Regions from separate parts of the Mus musculus genome. Here regions 1 and 2 are each linked to region 3. The links are chromatin contacts, called in public promoter capture Hi-C maps. All regions are on one chromosome and are shown on one strand. Each heading gives the region's core, a stretch centred on a gene start, on an enhancer-like site or on the middle of the called end of the contact. The rest is flanking DNA. Distances are from core to core; before and after follow the strand shown.

Region 1 (3,380 bases), core at 812-3,311, 350 kb before region 3:
AAATGCACTTTCTTAAGACAGAAACATCATGTAATGTTCAAATTATTAGTAACAACCCAAATTTTTTAAAAATTTATTTTATTTATATTTTATTTTTAAAGGCCTTAAAATAATACCACCCAACAGGGTAGCCACTACCTAGAAGTAGTTGCTGAGTATTTAAATGTGTACTTCACTAGATTCAACAGAAACATCCTATAAGATACACACCGAAGTCCCAAGACTTAATATGAAAGACAGGGATTGGTGATTTTTAATAAGAATCAAATGCATTTCAATACTTTCCATGCCAACTTAATAATAAAATAATAACATAGTCTTACAATTAATTCCATACTCTTTAAGGAAAAGCTTTTCTTACACAACTGGGATCCAATCCAAGGTCTGGTGCATGTGAGGCCACACCCCAGCTCTAAAGGCTTCTACTATGAGCACTGGCAGGGAGAAAGAACACAGGACAGCCACTTACATCTCAACCTCACATGTCCCTGCAAGTACCAATATGTAACGATACTTCAAATTGTTAGTTCTTTATGCAAAACTTGAATCTGACCACGTAAAATTTTTATTTACTAGATCTGGACATTTTATTAATATGGCTGTGACAATTATTGTTGTCAACTTGACAGGGTCTAGAATCACCTAAGAGAGAAACCTCTAGGTGTCTGTGAGGAAGCTTCTAGATCTCATTAGTTGGAGTGAGAAGAGTGACCCTCAGAGAGGCAGCATCTGTTCCATGGCCTTTGGTCCAGGACTAAGTAAGAGGAGAGAAAGCAAGCTGAGCACCAGCATTTCTCTCTCCTGGCTTCCTGACTGAGGCGACTGTGACAAGCTGACTCCTGCCACCCGGCCTTCCCAGAGTGACCGACTCTACCCTCTAAGCACAAGCCCAAACCTCTTCTCCCTTAAATTGCTTTTGTCTCTGTAACCAGAAAAGTTACGAATACAACAGCTACCAAGACAATTTTAATGATAATGTGCATCTGCTGTACACACCTGTTGTCCCTGCTACTAGAGAGGATGAGGCAGGTGGTCATTTGTGACCAAAGTTGCAGGTAAAGCCAGGGAAATACAGTAGGCCCCATCTAAATAAGTAAATAAATAAATAAATAAAATTATAAATGTAACTTCTCATTTCATTTGACAATATTACTTTAGAATTACACAATTGCTATTTTTATACCTTATCTTTTTAATTTTAGGAAATACTATTTGCACAAAACAATGGATTTCATTGTAAGGCTCTGTGTTTGTTTTAAGACGGGTTTCACTGTGTAGTCCTGACTGGCCTGGAACTATGTAGATCACCAGTCAGCTCCTGAATTAACTGTAAAAAATAACTAATTTGAGGGTATAATCCTAGACTAAGATCCTTAATCTTGAAGTTAAATTTTTATATTTGCTTAAGTCGATTTGATGAATAACTGAATGATTTCTTAATCTTTAAAAACATAAAGCACAGAACAGAGCCTAGAAATTGAAATTCATTGCCCACAGCCTCATGACCACAGCCTCAAAATTTGTCTCAATCTCTTAATGATTATTATAATATGACATTATGTGAGTGGGCGTTTTGATTGCATGTATGTCTGTGCACTATATGTGACAGGGGACCAGAAAAGGGGATTAGTTCCCCCGGAACTGGAGTTACCAGAAGGTTGTAAGCCTCCAATGCGTGCTGGGAATTGAACTCAGGTCCATTGAAGGAGAAGACTTTTGGTGGGATACAATCCCTTTCTGACCCATAACAAAAAGTTGAGAGGGTGTTTCATACCGAAATCCTACGCCTTTCTCCAAGTCAACACCCAGCTTGGTCACAACTTCCCCCAAAGGAGCCCTGGGGACCAGCTCGGGGTTGTGGCTTGAGAAGACCCATCCCTCCCTCTAGCAGCAGCTTCGGGGCGGGGACTACAGCGGCCCCGCCCCCAGCCCGACTCGCTCGGGGGGTGTGGCTTGAGAAGACCCGTCCCTCCCTCTAGCAGCAGCTTCGGGGCGGGGACTACAGCGGCCCCGCCCCCAGCCCGACTCGCTTGCTCTCGACTGGGAAGGACTTTACCTCAGGGCGTTCCTCAGCGAACAGCTCAGAGTAGTAGGCAAGGGACTCCTAGGCTCCCTCACACCCGCGCAGTTCTGAAGCCAGGCTCCATCCCGCTTCCGCACTGTCCAGCCAGCTCGGAGACCGGGACCAGACCCGCCTCACGTACAGGCGCGTCCAGTGCCCACTACGGATCACTCAGACTCCTGCCGCGCCCACCCCACGGTTCGCCTCAGGACTGCACGGCCGGCCTTGCAGTCTAGGCCAGACTCCGCGCGGAGTCCATCATGGCCTCACGTCCTCGGTGTCTCTGGCGCTGGCGGGGTCTGAGGCGGCGGGAGGAACTCACGAGCTTCTCCGTGTGGAAAACGTCTCCCGACGCTTTCTCGAACTCCTCTTCGACGAGTGACTGGTGCTCCGCGTGCACGGACAAACCGTGCGCCGCCCACTGCGCCCGAGTATCCTCGGATTCCCGGCGGGACGCCGTGGGCTGCCGACTCTATGCTTGACTACGACGAGGTGACCGCCTTCCTGGGCGAGTGGGGGACCTTCCAGCGCCTCATCTTCTTCCTGCTCAGCGCCAGCATCATCCCCAATGGCTTTACTGGGTTGTCAGCCGTGTTCCTGACGGCGATCCCGGAGCACCGTTGCCGGATACCAGACACCGTGAACCTGAGCAGCGCGTGGCGCAACCACAGTATCCCGATGGAGACGAAGGACGGACCAGAGGTGCCTCAGAAATGCCGCCGCTACCGACTGGCCACCATCGCCAACTTCTCTGAGCTAGGGCTGGAGCCGGGACGGGACGTGGACCTGGAGCAGCTGGAGCAGGAGAACTGCCTGGATGGCTGGGAGTACGACAAGGACATCTTCCTGTCCACCATCGTGACAGAGGTAGGTGACAGCCCCCCTGTCAGGGTCTGGTGACATCGCAGGCAATGGTTGTTCCTTAGTTTAACCACAAGCTCCCTGGTGATGAGCATCCTTTAAGAACATTTTATGAGATGACTTCTAGCCATAGTACGCCCCTCAGAGGACAAATGTCTGGCAGACCATCCGTCCATAGGGTCCCATTGAAGATAGAGTCCAGAAGGTTCTGCCCCTAGGAGATGCCCTGAGACCCTGAGTGGTGGGACTTTCTCGAGGTAGTGATGTGATTCAGAGGGGCCGGATTCAGACTTGCTCCAGAGAAGAGACCACAGGTTTTAGCCTCTGTTCAGAAAGGAAAGACTCTTTGCAGAACTTTTTAAAGTTAAAGAAACGTGTGTTCCAAACTCTCTACCCTTTCTGGAGTTATTCTTTCTTCCCTCACCTATCCTTACCCCAAAATGAAGTCTTGCCATGC
Region 2 (3,086 bases), core at 101-2,600, 470 kb before region 3:
CATCAGGAGGGATAAGGTGTCAGTAACGAGATGGCCTGCATTAAGAAGCAAAATCCTTAAAGTGTCATTCTTCAGGGTAAGGATCCACTGTGTGGCCCAGTCAGGGAAGCCACGTCGCAAGGATGGAGTGAGTTGGCTGGAGGCCTTTCCCCAATGATTCTCTTGTACTGAGACTCCTTAGCGCGTTGAGAGCACAGCAGAGTTGCTGTAGGGGGCAATTCAATGATCTCCTTCAGCATAGTAAATGACACATTAGAATACAGATGACAGGAAGACCCACCTGTACTTCCCAGTAAAATCCTGCGACAGAAGTACCCAGACCCATGCTCACCTTGCAAGGGCTCAGTGGACTTTCCTCATGCAGATCTCTCACTGCTTGTGGGTGGGGCCCTTGGACAGCTATTCCCTAAAGCGGCCCTTTTCCGTTACCTTGATTCCACTACTGTACCACAGACGTGATACTGGCCCAAGCTTGCGGCCACTCAGGGTGATTCCTCAGTCCAGGTTCCTAAGTGACCAATCCAGTTTACCGGAGCCTCCCACCCCAGCCCATGTCTCCTGCCCGGAAGCATCCAGACATCTACCAAGTCCACACAGCCCAAACTCCACACTAACTCAGTACTTACCTTGCTGATGCTCTGGACCTGAACTTTCTGAGTCTTCCCTTCTGCCTGCCTCAGTCCTTGAAAGTCTCCAGGCACAGAGAATGCTCTATTTGTTGAATCAGTCAGCCAATCGCCACCGGTCTCTGAAACTGCTCAGGGAAAACATCAGAGGTTCGACAAGGATGTCTTCTGACAGATAGGAGGAGAGTTTCTGATTTAAGAGCCCATAAAACTGGCAGCGACCAAGCTGGTCCTTGCCAGGGTTGGGAGCCAGGGGTCTTCCTCATCCTAAGCAGCGCCGCCTTCGGGGCCAGGCGGGCGCCTCCGCCTTAGATCGGGGGGCGACCCCGGGGTCAGGTCGCCCCTTCCCGGGAGCCCGCCAAGTGTCCTGTCCGGCCCGGCCTAACAGTACCGGCAGGAAGGGCACCGCTGACCTCACCGCCCTAACCCTGGGAAGGGACGCGGGCGGGACAGGAACCCAGGCGGGTGCAGAATCAGGGCGCCGGACGCGGGGCACGGGGCTGAGGGACCCCGGATCCAGCTCCCGGCTCCGCGCAGAGCAGAACGCACCGCCCGGCCACCGGGACCCGAGCCCAGCCCGGCGACGACCCTGCGGACCCGCGCTCACCTGAACACGCGCAGAAGCCGGCGTTTCCAGAACCTCCCGCGGCGTCGCCCCGGCGCTCTCGGCTCCGCCCTCGTCACAGTCTCCGCCCGCTTGAGCCTCCGCCACGTCCCCACCTCCCGCCCCCCGGGCCCGCCCGGGCCTGGCTCCGAGCCACTGGAGCCTTCGGGAAGGCCCGAGCCGCCACGCGCTGCACGTATGCGATGCACACCTCCTTGCGCCGCGTGGGACCGGCACCAGGGGCGGCGCCCCCATCCCAGCCTGCTCCAGCCCTCTGTGGTCCCACCACCCCCACATCCATTACCACCGGCAAATTGCAGGAGGCTGGCGTCACTAAGATCGGGAATTGAGTATCCTGGGAGGGGAGTGGAGGGAGGGAAAAGACAAGGGTCTGAGATGTCAGCGCACCTCATCTCTCCAGATGACCCATCTCCAAAGCCTAACTGCTTCTCTGAGGGGCTCAGGCTAGCCAGGCTTCGGCTCTTCTGTAAATGTGAGAAGTTGGCGTAGCCTGGAGCATCTCATCCTAGGGCCAACCTATGGCTTATAACACAGGCCAATGAGATTGGACACCTCAACCAGCTCTGTCTGAGACACACACAGTCAAGAAGACAGGGAAGCAACCGACCTCGATCTGAACTGAAGGATGCTCTGGCAGCTGAGCAGGTTCCCACGCCTGCCCTGTAAGCTTGCTTCTCCATGAATGAGGGGAAGCAGTCTGAGAATCTCATCAGGGAGCAGAGCCCAGAACGGAGATGCCCGGCCTGTGGGACTGTGCCTGGAGTTTGGTGTGGATTTCCCTATAATGGCATGGACCAGGCAGACGGCCCAGACTAGGAAAGACAGACACACAGAAACAACTCAGAAAATACTACCTGGCCACTTGTCCGTGTCTGTGGCAGCTACCAGCCAAGAGCCCAGTTGAAACCATGCACAAACCTTTCTGCATCTGCTATGCCACAGAAAGTACAGTTTGCCCAGATCCTCAGATCCTCCCCATGCCCGCCCACTTCTCTGTCCGGAGTGGTCCTCCTCCTCCTCCTCCTCCTCCTCCTCCTCCTCCTCCTCCTCCTCCTCCTCCTCCTCCCCCTCTCCACAGGATCTTTCCCATTGGCCTATAAATACCTTCAATCCATGGCTATGGAAACATAACCCTCACCCCACTCTACCACCCACTGTGCATCTCTCCTTGGCCAACCAAGCAAGCAAAGTCCATCTTCTTGGCCTATCTCTCAGACCTTCTAGCTCCACAACAGCCCCCAACAGTTACTGTATTATGTTTATTGCTTTACCGTTGTTAAATCACCCTTACATGGTGTATGCTCTTTTTTATTTTTTTTTAAATTATCTTTAATCTTTTTTTTTTTTACAGTCCAGTTGTTATCCCCCATCCATTCTCACCGCCAACAGTTCCTCATCCCATTTCTTGTCCCCTGTCTCCAAGAGGATGTCCCCACACCCCCACACAACCCCACACTCCACCAGGCCTCCCATTCCCTGGGGCCTCAAGTCTCCTCAAGAGTTAGGTGTGTCTACTAAGGCCAGACCAGGCTCTGCTGAATATGTGTCAGGGGCCTCAGACCCGCTAGTCTGTGCTGACTGGATAGTGCCTGTGAGATCTCAGGAGACCAGGTTTGTTGAGACTGCTGGTCTTCCTATGGGGTTGCCCTCCTCCTCAACTTCTTCCAGCCTTTCCCTAATTAAACCACAGGGGTCCCAAACTTCAGACCATTGGTTGGGTGTATCTGCTTCTTAGTCAGCTGTTTGTTGGGCCTCTCAGAGGATAGCCATGCTAGGCTCCTGTCTATAAGTACAACATAGCATCAGTAATAGTGTCAGCCTCCCCTTGAGATCTG
Region 3 (3,349 bases), core at 672-3,171:
CTCGGGGCTACACAGGGCAACTCTACCTCGGGGGTGGGGGAAGTTCTCAATTCTCCCACTGCAGCGGGGCGGTGGCCCCTCTCCTGGTGGCGTGTTGGTGGCAGAGGCAAGGGGCAGATGCAGGCGTGCGATGTTCAAGGGTGCGCAAAGGCGCTTGGGACACTGATCCAGCGGTCCAGCCGGGACCGTCCCGTTTCGCACACGGGGTGGTGGCCGCTTCCCCGGGGGACAGCTCTGGCCGCGCCTTCCCGGAGACCAAGGAGGAGGCGGCGCGGGCGTCCTCTTATCGACCCCATCTCCCGTTACATAAGGCCGCGCCTCTATCTCCGCGGGCCATCGCCGCGCCAGTGCGCCTTCTCCCACGCGCGGGGGGGGTGGGGCGCCTACCTGCTGCTGCCCGCATGCCTTCTGCTTGTCTTGAGGGGCAGGGGCCGTTGACTCACCCATGCAGCGCCCAAGGTGTTTCCCCAAGCCTTTCCCCACCCCAGGAGACCTCCAAGGGATCTGCCACCTTGCCCTGTCCTCCAGATTGAGAAACTGAGGCCCCACAGGGGTCATTTGGCTAGGCAAGGCACTTCAAATCCCGGGAGGGCACAAGGGACGGAGGCAGATTTCCAGTTCCCAGATCTGTAGAAGGTCGGGGGGCACCTCCACTGTGGACAGAAAGCTGTCATGTTTTCCCCAGTGGGAAGGGAGCTGGGCAGGACTAGGCCCTGCAGGAGTGAGGGCGTCAGGAAATTTGTGAGAAGATGGAATCTGGCTGAGGAGAAGAAACGGGTGGGGAAAGAGTCTGAGAAAGAAGAGGGGCCATGGAGGGGCCTCTGCTGGCCTGAGGGAGGAAGTGGGTGAGGGTGCATCTTGACATCACTACCCAATAGGCAAATGCTGCGGCCTCTGCAGGGGGTGGGTGGCTCAGTATGAGGAAAGAGTAGGGAAAAGGCTATGTGCGGGTGTCCCTGCAGCAGAGATGCTGCAGCTCCAATCATTTTCAACATTCTGGGAAATTTGAGGCCCTTGCAGGATCAGCGCAGCTTCTGCGGAGACGTGGAGGTTGGGGTAGGGGTGGGGGCTGGGGGAGTGTGATGGCCACAGTCTCGGCCTTATCAACAGCATTAATGCTCTTTGGCCTGGGCTGGAGTTTGGGCAGCCTGCTGCTGGCCCAACCCAGATATAGTGTCCCAACAGAAGGGTCAAGAGAAGACACTGGTGGGCCGGGTGTTCAAGCTGCCCACTGGCAGAATTAGCATCAGAAGAGATTTACTCCTTAAAGGTCAGGGGAATACCTGAGCCAGCTGCATTTCAGCGAACCTTTGGGCAGTACAAACGTCTATATCCCTCCCACTCGTGCAGCTGAGGAACAATAGTGTGGTTGGAAGTGGCTTCTTAGTCTCTCTGTCCTGTTTAAATTTTGTATCCAAACCATGCATTGCTTTGGTGATTTATCAGATACGTTTGTTGAAATTAAGAAGAAAAAAAGAAAAGAAAGAAAGAAGAAAGGAAGGAAGGGAGGAAGGAAGAAAGAAAGAAAGGAGAAAACTTCCCCAATTCTCACAGCTAATAGACTGATACTCACCTGCCCAAAGGGTGACAAGTACTTAGTGATCAAGGGGTCAGCATTGGGCTGGCTGCTCAGGAGCTTGGGGCGGTCAGCGGGTGGAATTACTGGGGCGGAAGTTAGCTTTGCTGATGCCCACCGTGGAAATAAACCACCCAGAACCTGGAAACCCTGTCCCAGACCCTTCTCAATAAATCCACTAAATCAGACTCTTTCCTTTAGCGGCCACTGGATTTTCCAAAAAAGAAAAAAAAAAATTCAAGATGAGTAAAGATGTGGTTTTCAGATAATGCCCAACAAAGCAGAGACCAGGGGTGAGGCGTCATCACTTTGGTTTATAAAAGCTGCTTCAACAGGCTAAGGCCACAAGCCAGCAGCCTAGGCCAGCCCACAGTTCTACAGCTCCCTGGTTCTCTCACTGGCTCTGGGCTTCATGGCGCTCTGGGTGACTGCAGTCCTGGCTCTTGCTTGCCTTGGTGGTCTCGCCGCCCCAGGGCCGGTGCCAAGATCTGTGTCTCTCCCTCTGACCCTTAAGGAGCTTATTGAGGAGCTGAGCAACATCACACAAGACCAGGTGAGTAGCACACACAGCCCCTTCCCGGAAGAGGTCATGAGCAGGCTGGGTCTGGGCCTGTGTGAGTGACAGACGAAGCCCCCTGGTCACCGGGCTCAAAAATGAGGAAGAAGAGCAGCTAACTTGGGGGGGGGGAGGGTGCAACAGTGTATGGACAGTAAAGGGTTCCCCCAAAGAAAAGACCTTTACAACAGGACAGGTTTAATCTAAGAAAACCCGTGGAGAAGAAACCTCTGGATGGGGAAACCAGACAGCTCTCCAACTGCTCATAGCCTAGGGATAGTTATGGGGACAGGGAAGAGTTGAGATGTTGGTCCAAAGCTTGCTATCAGTATTCAAAGAAGCAAGCAAGAGGGCCAGCTGATCCTTATCTGATCTGATAATGACTGGCTAGTCGTTATCAGGGACGTGTAGGAGTGGCGACCACTGTTTATCCAAAATGGAGGATTTTCTCAAAATGGCGTGGCCATGGCTAACAGATGGACCTTGCAGGGGTTGGCAGAGTCACCCGAGGCCTGGCCCCACTTCTACTAGCTCGGGACTCTTCCACAGAGGAAAACCGGGACGAGCCAGCAGCTTCCTAGAACCATTTGGCATCTGCCAGCTGGGTTTCCCATGTCATGTCCATCTGGATTTCTTAACCCATGTCCCTGTCAGGGTTTCAGTCAGTGGGACAGGACGCAGTGACGCCAACTCCTCTCTCTACTGGAAAATCAGCTCATAGCATCTGACCACTGATTACTGCCAAGCCTGGCACTGGATGCTGTCTTATCTTTATTGACACCCCCAGAGGCTGGCATGGTGGTTTCCTTTTGTGAGGTCCAGGGAGGCTAATGTCAGACTCAAGCCTTTTAAGAATCTCACCTGAGGCCTCGTGTGTGTGTCCCTAACATGGTGTCTCATTCAGAGAAGAGAAGTGGTCCACTAGGCTCCCACTGCCTCCCACTTGACTTGACTAGGTCAACAGCAGCCTCCCCCACCCCTCCTTTATAAAACCTCACTCTGGCCTTCTCTGTAGACCCCCGTCCTCCTGCCCAGACAGTGGCAAGCTTCAGATAAGGCATTTCCCCTGCCAACAGCCACTCAGTTTCCCTCTTTCAGCTCCAAGACTCTATTTCCTGCCCTAGCTCCTTATGCAGACTAGACAGCGAAGCATAGGGTGTTGAGGGGTTGTCAAGCCAGGCTCTATGCTACCCGAGGGATGCTTGTGGGCCTGGCCT

The links. Promoter capture Hi-C pulls out the DNA fragments that hold promoters and counts their contacts.
Region 1: a contact with region 3 is called in a promoter capture Hi-C map of liver, with 3 times the contacts expected there. The contact joins the promoter of Slc22a21 here to the promoter of Il13 in region 3. A contact is called at or near these places in 9 of 39 promoter capture datasets (the 3T3-L1 cell line, cranial neural crest, embryonic stem cells and 4 more) and 1 of 484 Hi-C or Micro-C datasets (nephron progenitors).
Region 2: a contact with region 3 is called in a promoter capture Hi-C map of hippocampal neurons, with 2.1 times the contacts expected there. The contact joins the promoter of P4ha2 here to the promoter of Il13 in region 3. A contact is called at or near these places in 4 of 39 promoter capture datasets (hippocampal neurons, liver and stem cell-derived epiblast-like cells) and 1 of 115 datasets of contacts at active chromatin or transcription factors (extraembryonic endoderm stem cells).

What each region holds. Positions count from the first base shown.
Region 1 is chr11:53,979,014-53,982,393 of GRCm38.p6, reverse strand. Slc22a21 (solute carrier family 22 (organic cation transporter), member 21) reads left to right here and starts at 2,061. Exons shown (of 10, transcript NM_019723.3): 1 at 2,061-2,929. The coding sequence starts at 2,537. It overlaps Gm30927 (predicted gene, 30927), which reads right to left and starts at 2,363. Exons shown (of 4, transcript NR_168634.1): 1 at 2,057-2,363; 2 at 997-1,085; 3 at 362-434.
Region 2 is chr11:54,099,188-54,102,273 of GRCm38.p6, reverse strand. P4ha2 (procollagen-proline, 2-oxoglutarate 4-dioxygenase (proline 4-hydroxylase), alpha II polypeptide) reads right to left here and starts at 1,350. Exons shown (of 16, transcript NM_001136076.2): 1 at 1,234-1,350; 2 at 627-754.
Region 3 is chr11:53,633,274-53,636,622 of GRCm38.p6, reverse strand. Il13 (interleukin 13) reads left to right here and starts at 1,921. Exons shown (of 4, transcript NM_008355.3): 1 at 1,921-2,129. The coding sequence starts at 1,989.